2 separate regions of the Mus musculus genome follow, and region 2 is linked to region 1. A link is a contact called in public promoter capture Hi-C data. All regions are on one chromosome and are shown on one strand. The core of a region is the stretch at or near the end of the contact, and the rest is flanking DNA. Distances in the headings are between cores, read along the strand shown. Region 1 holds the start of Ube3c (ubiquitin protein ligase E3C). Region 2 holds the start of Rbks (ribokinase).

Region 1 (3,259 bases), core at 141-2,640:
TGACCATTTACAAATGTGTGTCCAGATAAAAATCCTTTATAAAATGAAGCTGGAGCAAAGGCTCAGCAACACTGCTCTCAAACGTACAATAATTTGGGGGAAAAAAAAAGACAAAAAATTTTACATTAAAGGGCTAGGGAGATGGCTAAGCAGTTAAGGTCACTTATTGCTTTTACTGAGGGTCTGGGTTTTCTTCCTACTACCCACATGTCAACTCACAAGTGTCCTTAACTCCAGTTCCAGGAGATCGGAAGCCCTCTTCTGACCTCTGCGGGAACTAAGCAAGCCTGTGGTGCACATTACATACATGCAGGCAAACACTCATATGTATAAATTTTTAAAATAAAGCTTTAAAATTTCGCCTAATGGGAAAAAAAAATCCTTTTAACAACTCTAGGGATCCTGTCTGGATTCCGGGCTCGGCCTAGAGCATCACGGCCGATTGCCTTCATCCTTCAGACAGCCCCAAAAAGCCGACCAGTGTCAAAACCATCACCAAGCAAAGGTCCAAAAGCGACCGGGGCCTCAGGCCTCAGGCAGGCAAAACTCTGTATTGCTCCGAGTGGGGCAAGCTAAAGCGCGATGCAGATTACAAAGACCTTGTCCTACCTGCCCCCTCCCACTTCACAGGCACGAGGGACTCTTCCCTAAGCTGTTCTTGAGGGCAAGGCACTCACTCCAAGCTTTGTGAGGAGCGGGTATGTCAAGTTTATAGCTTGTAAAGAGTTCTTAAAGGGCGGAATGGGGGCGGGGGCACCTGCCTCGCCCTGCTGGACAGCTAACTGTGTAACGCCCCCAGCCAGACTGCCAGTGCACGTGCTTCCAGGTCAAAACTGCGGCCCTTGGGCAGGCGGCCGCGAGGTCGCAATGAATGACCCAGCCGCTCAGTCCGCGGCTCGACAGCGCTCCTCTGGAGCCTCCTCACAAACCTGTCAGGACTGCACCGCAGCCGCACCCGGCTGGAGCTCGCTCCACACCTTACAGCGGAGCAGCGCCGCCTGGGTGCTGTCAGACCCGGGTTCGGTTAACACCTCGGGCCGCACCGCCTCACCTTCCTGCTCGCGCCACCGAGAGACACTTTGGGCCTTGTCTTGAAGTCGCCTTCGAAGCTGAACATCTTCGCCGCTTATCCCATCTGCGCGGCCCGGCAGGCAGCGGAGCGGCCGGGGGCGGGCCCGGCGGGCTGGGCGGGGCCCGGCAGGGTCGCGGCCTCGCTGTCCCGCGCCGCCCCCCCCGAGGCTCAGCGCTCTCCGCCCTGCACGCGGGCGCGAGCGCGGCGACGCTGGAGGCCGGCCTGTCCCCGCTGCTTATTTATCCACAGCGCGCCACCGTCAAGCGAGGGACGCCCCGACTCGCGCCTGCACCGCGCTGCCGTAGGTACCAAGATGGTGACCGCCCGCACTGCGCGCGCGGTCCCGTGAACGTGCGCGGTCATCGACGGCGCGGCGCTCCTCCCGGCAGCCCCCGCGAGCGCGGGCACCGACGCCAGGGCCGCCATCGATAATACGGTGCTCCTCCCGGCAGCCCTTGGACTTGCCTGCGTGCGCGGCTCCGCGGGTGCAACATCCTTCCGCGCGTGCGTCATGCCACCAGACGATTTCCGCCGCCCGCCGCCCATTGACGCCGACCGGGTCGCGCGCACTGCTGGAGACCGGAAGCCCTGCATAAGAGGCCGCTTTCACCCTCCAGCTAGATGTGGGGGAACAGGTTACTAATGCAGAGACTCTACACCATGACAGACAGAGACGAATAATATATGTTATACGAACAAAGGTATTCGTGAACACACACCATACAAATACACAAATGCACACCAACAAATGAAAGTTATATTCATATATATATTCACATATTCATATATATATATATAAATGCATGCCAAATGTATAAATGCATCATAAATACATAATGCACAAATATACCCTATCATATATCTATACACTTATGCATGTTTAATATATGTATGTACATGTATAAAAACGTGCTATTACATATACATAAGCACAAACATAAATATACACAAAGTAATGTAAATGAATCGATGTCATATACAACATATATACATACACATATGTCATACAAACCAACATAAATATATATCATGTATGCATGCATATATACACATATACATATGCATAAAACAGTATGCATATACATAGAGTTTAACACAAATACATGCCATGGCATGCATAAAAAAAATATATATTATGCATATATGTCATGTACATGCACAGTATTATATAGTATATGCTCTGTGTACATACATATATGTTATGTATATTGTGTATACACAAGTATATATACAGATACATAAATATATCACATACACATGCATTACCATGTGCACATGATAGAAGACATCTTGTTTTGCTTTGTTTTTGTTTCTTCTTCAAAAGATTTATTTATATGTATGAATATTTGACCTGCATGTATATTACGTGTCTGTGAATTATGTGTGTGTGCTTGGTACAAGACAGTGCATTGGATCTCTTGGAACTGGAATTGCCATGTAGGATCTGGAACTGAAACCAGTTCTTCTGCAACAAGTGCTCTTAACTTATGAGCCATGTCTCCAGCACAGTTTAATTTTTTGTTTTTGAAATAAGGTCTCACTGTATAGCCCTAGCTGGCCTGGACCTCACAGTGATCCTCTATCCACTGCCTGTTAGTGTTAGGATTAAAGATCTGTACCACCATACAAGCCAGTCCTCTTTTTAATTAAAAAAATGTACATTTTAGTTTACTTAGTGTTTATGGGGTAGGGTGCATGCCATGATGTGCATGTGGAGGTCAGAGTACAACTTGTCTCTCTTTCCACTATATGGGTACCAGGAATCAAACTCAGGTCATAAGACTTGGTAGCAAGCAACTGGTACTTTTCATCTGTTCTATCATTTTACCAGTTCTCTCTCTCTCTCTCTCTCTCTCTCTCTCTCTCTCTGTCTCTCTCTCTCTCTCTCTCTCACTGGCTCTGTGTGTGTGTGTGTGTGTGTGTGTGTGTGTGTATGTACACATATTTGAATGTCAGAGGATAATTTATAAGAGTCTGTTCTCCACTACCAAGTGTATTCAAGAGTGTGAGTTCAGTCGTCAGGCTTGATGGGAAGCACATTTACTGCTGAATCATCTTGCCAACCTCAAGTTTAGTGCTGTATTGGCAACAGTGACAAGAGCCCCAATATTTTTGTAATTGTTTGAATAAATATGTAATGACTAAAAGGCCGGGGGAAGAGGTAGATCAAAATCCTATAGATACAGA
Region 2 (3,236 bases), core at 140-2,639, 2.1 Mb before region 1:
GTGCAAGGTTTTGTGCAGCTTCAAGATGTTTCAGTAAGTGTGACTTCACTAACAAATGAAAGTTAAAAAAAAAAAAAACTATACTGACTCCAAAATCAGGAATTTGAAGAGAAAAAAAAAAAAAAAGATGATTCTTTGGTACAATATGCAGGGATATGGATTAGAAACACACACCTCTCCTTTACATATGGCACCATTATAACTGATTCCAGAGAAGCAGGAAATTTTGGTGACCTGCCTCTCTTGAATGCTTGTTTTGCAATTTGTATTTCCTGATTTTGATGTATTGCAGACGGAAGATGCAAATATATAATTTTTATAAAAAAATCTGCTGCCGCAAGATAAGGTCACATGAGGTCTTTTAGTGGGCAGGCTGTCTGGGGAACACAAAGACGTATAAAGCACCATCTAGGCTCTCGCAATTAGGAGAGGATGACAAACACGGAAACATGTGCCCCCGTTGACGTCATGGAACGGAAAGGGGTGGCCTCCTGCTGCATCACGTCCACGTCATATGGCGCACGAGGGAAGTTACTGTGGGGGAGCAATTTCTCCACTGGGCAACATCAGGGAGGGGCGGGGAGAGCGAATTGGTTCCGATCCAAAGAATGTCCACCCATTCTGAGGAGAATCTAAAGGGATCCAACCCTTTCTCCCAAATTGTATGATGCCCTCATCAAGTGCAAAAAGAGGCGGGCTTCATCAGAAACCAGGACTGAACGAGATACGTGGAGAAAGAGAAGCCTCAGATCTTGGGGGCGGCTCTTGAGGGAATCCGCGTGCTGTGGGGCGAGCGGGGCATCTTTGGAACGCGGGCCTTCTCTTGAAGAGGCTAGCTCTCTGGCCATACTCAAACATGGCTCTCTGCGCCACCTGTGCGACTGAGATCCAACCTCCCCGCACCAGCCCGGGTCCAGGTACCTGGAACTTAAGTCCGATCAGTAACCGGCGACTAGACGGGGTACAGGTTACCCGAGCGCGCCCCCGACCGACGCACCGACCTGCGCGCGAACCGCGGGCCGGATGCGTGCGCGCTCCCCCGGACGTCCCGCCCTCTCCGGAGCCGGCCGGGCGTGCGCGTCCCCGCGCCGAGAAGCCGGAAGCTGAGGAAGGCGACCGGGTAGCGCCTGAAGGTTCCCGGGAGCTCTGGCCTAGTGCTTGGCGCGCTCTGTCATTCTCGCCGTGGCGGCCGGGCCCTGTGCTTGTGAGGCGGGGCAGGAACACCGGTCCCAGAGGGATCAGGACTAGCCAAAGGCCGGAGAGATTTCGGGCATTTGGGAGGGCGACCGGCACAGGCGGGTGGAACGCCCGCGTCGTTAAGGAGGACGGGGCGGCGTCCCTGGTTACGGGGTCAGGCAAAGGGCAAAGGGCAGCGTCAGGGTTGAGCAGGATTAGTAATGGCGGCGTGTGGGGAGCCCGGGAGGCCCTGGCAGGAGGAGGAGGCAGCAGCGGTGGTAGTGGTGGGTTCCTGCATGACCGACCTGGTCAGGTTAGTGCGGGGCCGCAGCGCAAGGTCTCGGGAGGGCGAGCCACACTGTGGATGCCCGGGCCTCGGATCGGTGGGCACCCACCATTGGAACTTTCCTGAAAGCTTCAGGTTTCCAAGCACGACTTCTGAGGTGAAAAGGCAGAATTCAAGTTTGTGGAGGTCAATGACAGAGGAAGGGACAGGGATGGGGGGTGGGGGGACTGAATGAAAGCTTTGATAGACACCCCCACCTACGGGCGCCCCCAAACACCTGCACCTGTTTCCTTGGCCAGGCTGCCCCATGACATTTTAACCTCTGAGAACATGATGTACCTACTTCACAGGGTTGAGAGCACAAGAAGTGTTTTGTCCACCAGACCCAACTGGGTATTACTGGATTGAACACGTGAAAGAAGGCACTGAGGCAAACACCTTTTCACTCATGTTGGCATTCCTGCAGTGTTCCATATTTACAGTTTACTTTTATGTGGAAATGTAACCATGGGCCAACCTTTGTGGTGAACCTAAGTGTGAATTCAAAATTTAAAACACACACACACACACACAAACATGACAATTACAGCCACTAAAAACCTGACCAAATAGTGCTAAATGAGAATAGTTGAGTTAGGTCAGAGAGGTTGTAGGGAAGATCCTTCTGCTTTGTCGTCTGTTTTTATGAAAACAGCTTTCCAAGCAGATAAGCAATATACATTGTAGAAAAAAAAATAGTTCAGGTATTCCAAAAAACTCAGGCCATATAATTCTGTTTATGTTAATAACCATATTTCCCAGCAACTTAGTGTCATCGGTCCCTAAACTATTTTTCCAAAAGATAGCAGAGAACTTTGAAATAAGGCCTTGGGGTAATCAAAACAACCAAACCCTTTCACCAAACTACCTATATCTACTTTAAAAACAGCTCCAGGGGCCTCATATATCTAACTTAATCTTGCTTAAAACATTATAAATTGTTATCAGATTCATCAAGATGGCTATGAGGTAAAGGTGCTTGACTAAAGCCTAATGCCCTTCAGTTCCTGGAGCCCAGTATGGTGGAAGGACACTACATATGTGATGCATGAGTGTGTACACAATAGATAGATAGATAGATAGATAGATAGATAGAATAAATAAGTCTATGCTTTCAAATTACCAAACACAACAGAAAAGATGGAATTAAAAAGGAGACTGGGGCCGGGCGTGGTGATGCACGCCTTTAATCCCAGCACTTGGGAGGCAGAGGCAGGCGGATTTCTGAGTTCCAGGCCAGCCTGGTCTACAAAGTAAGCTCCAGGACAGCCAGGGCTACACAGAGAAACCCTGTCTCGAAAAAAACAAAAAAAAAAAAAGAAAAAGAAAAGAAAGAAAGAAAAAGGAGACTGGGAGAGGCAAGTTAATTGACAAAAACCCTGATATGTTGTAGGGACTACAGAAATGGCCTCAACAGTTAAGAGCATTGGATAAAAACCACCTGTAACTCCCATCTAAAGGGTCCCACACCTCCAAGTGCATTGCTTTCCTACACACAGAGTTAAAAGTAAAAAAATGATTTTTTTAAATGAAGCAATAACAGAAGAGCTACAAATAATTAAAGTTTATATAATTTTGTGTGTGGTGCTAGATATTGAACTCAGGTCCGTTGCATGGCTAGTAAATACTTTACTACTAAACTACACTTATAGCTTTTAATTTTATTATTTGAGACAGAATCTCACTAAGTTCCCCATGCTGAACTTGTACCATGTAAGTTAGGCACTTGACCATG

Evidence for each region. Promoter capture Hi-C pulls out the DNA fragments that hold promoters and counts their contacts.
Region 2: a promoter capture Hi-C map of pre-B cells shows a contact between it and region 1, with 9 times the contacts expected there. The contact joins the promoter of Rbks here to the promoter of Ube3c in region 1. A contact is called at or near these places in 2 of 39 promoter capture datasets (liver and pre-B cells) and 1 of 484 Hi-C or Micro-C datasets (pre-B cells).

What each region holds. Positions count from the first base shown.
Region 1 is chr5:29,567,373-29,570,631 of GRCm38.p6, reverse strand. Ube3c (ubiquitin protein ligase E3C) reads right to left here and starts at 1,390. Exons shown (of 23, transcript NM_133907.3): 1 at 1,052-1,390. The coding sequence starts at 1,117.
Region 2 is chr5:31,695,763-31,698,998 of GRCm38.p6, reverse strand. It overlaps Rbks (ribokinase), which reads left to right and starts at 1,389. Exons shown (of 8, transcript NM_153196.1): 1 at 1,389-1,489. The coding sequence starts at 1,398. It overlaps Babam2 (BRISC and BRCA1 A complex member 2), which reads right to left and starts at 949. Exons shown (of 12, transcript NM_144541.1): 1 at 922-949.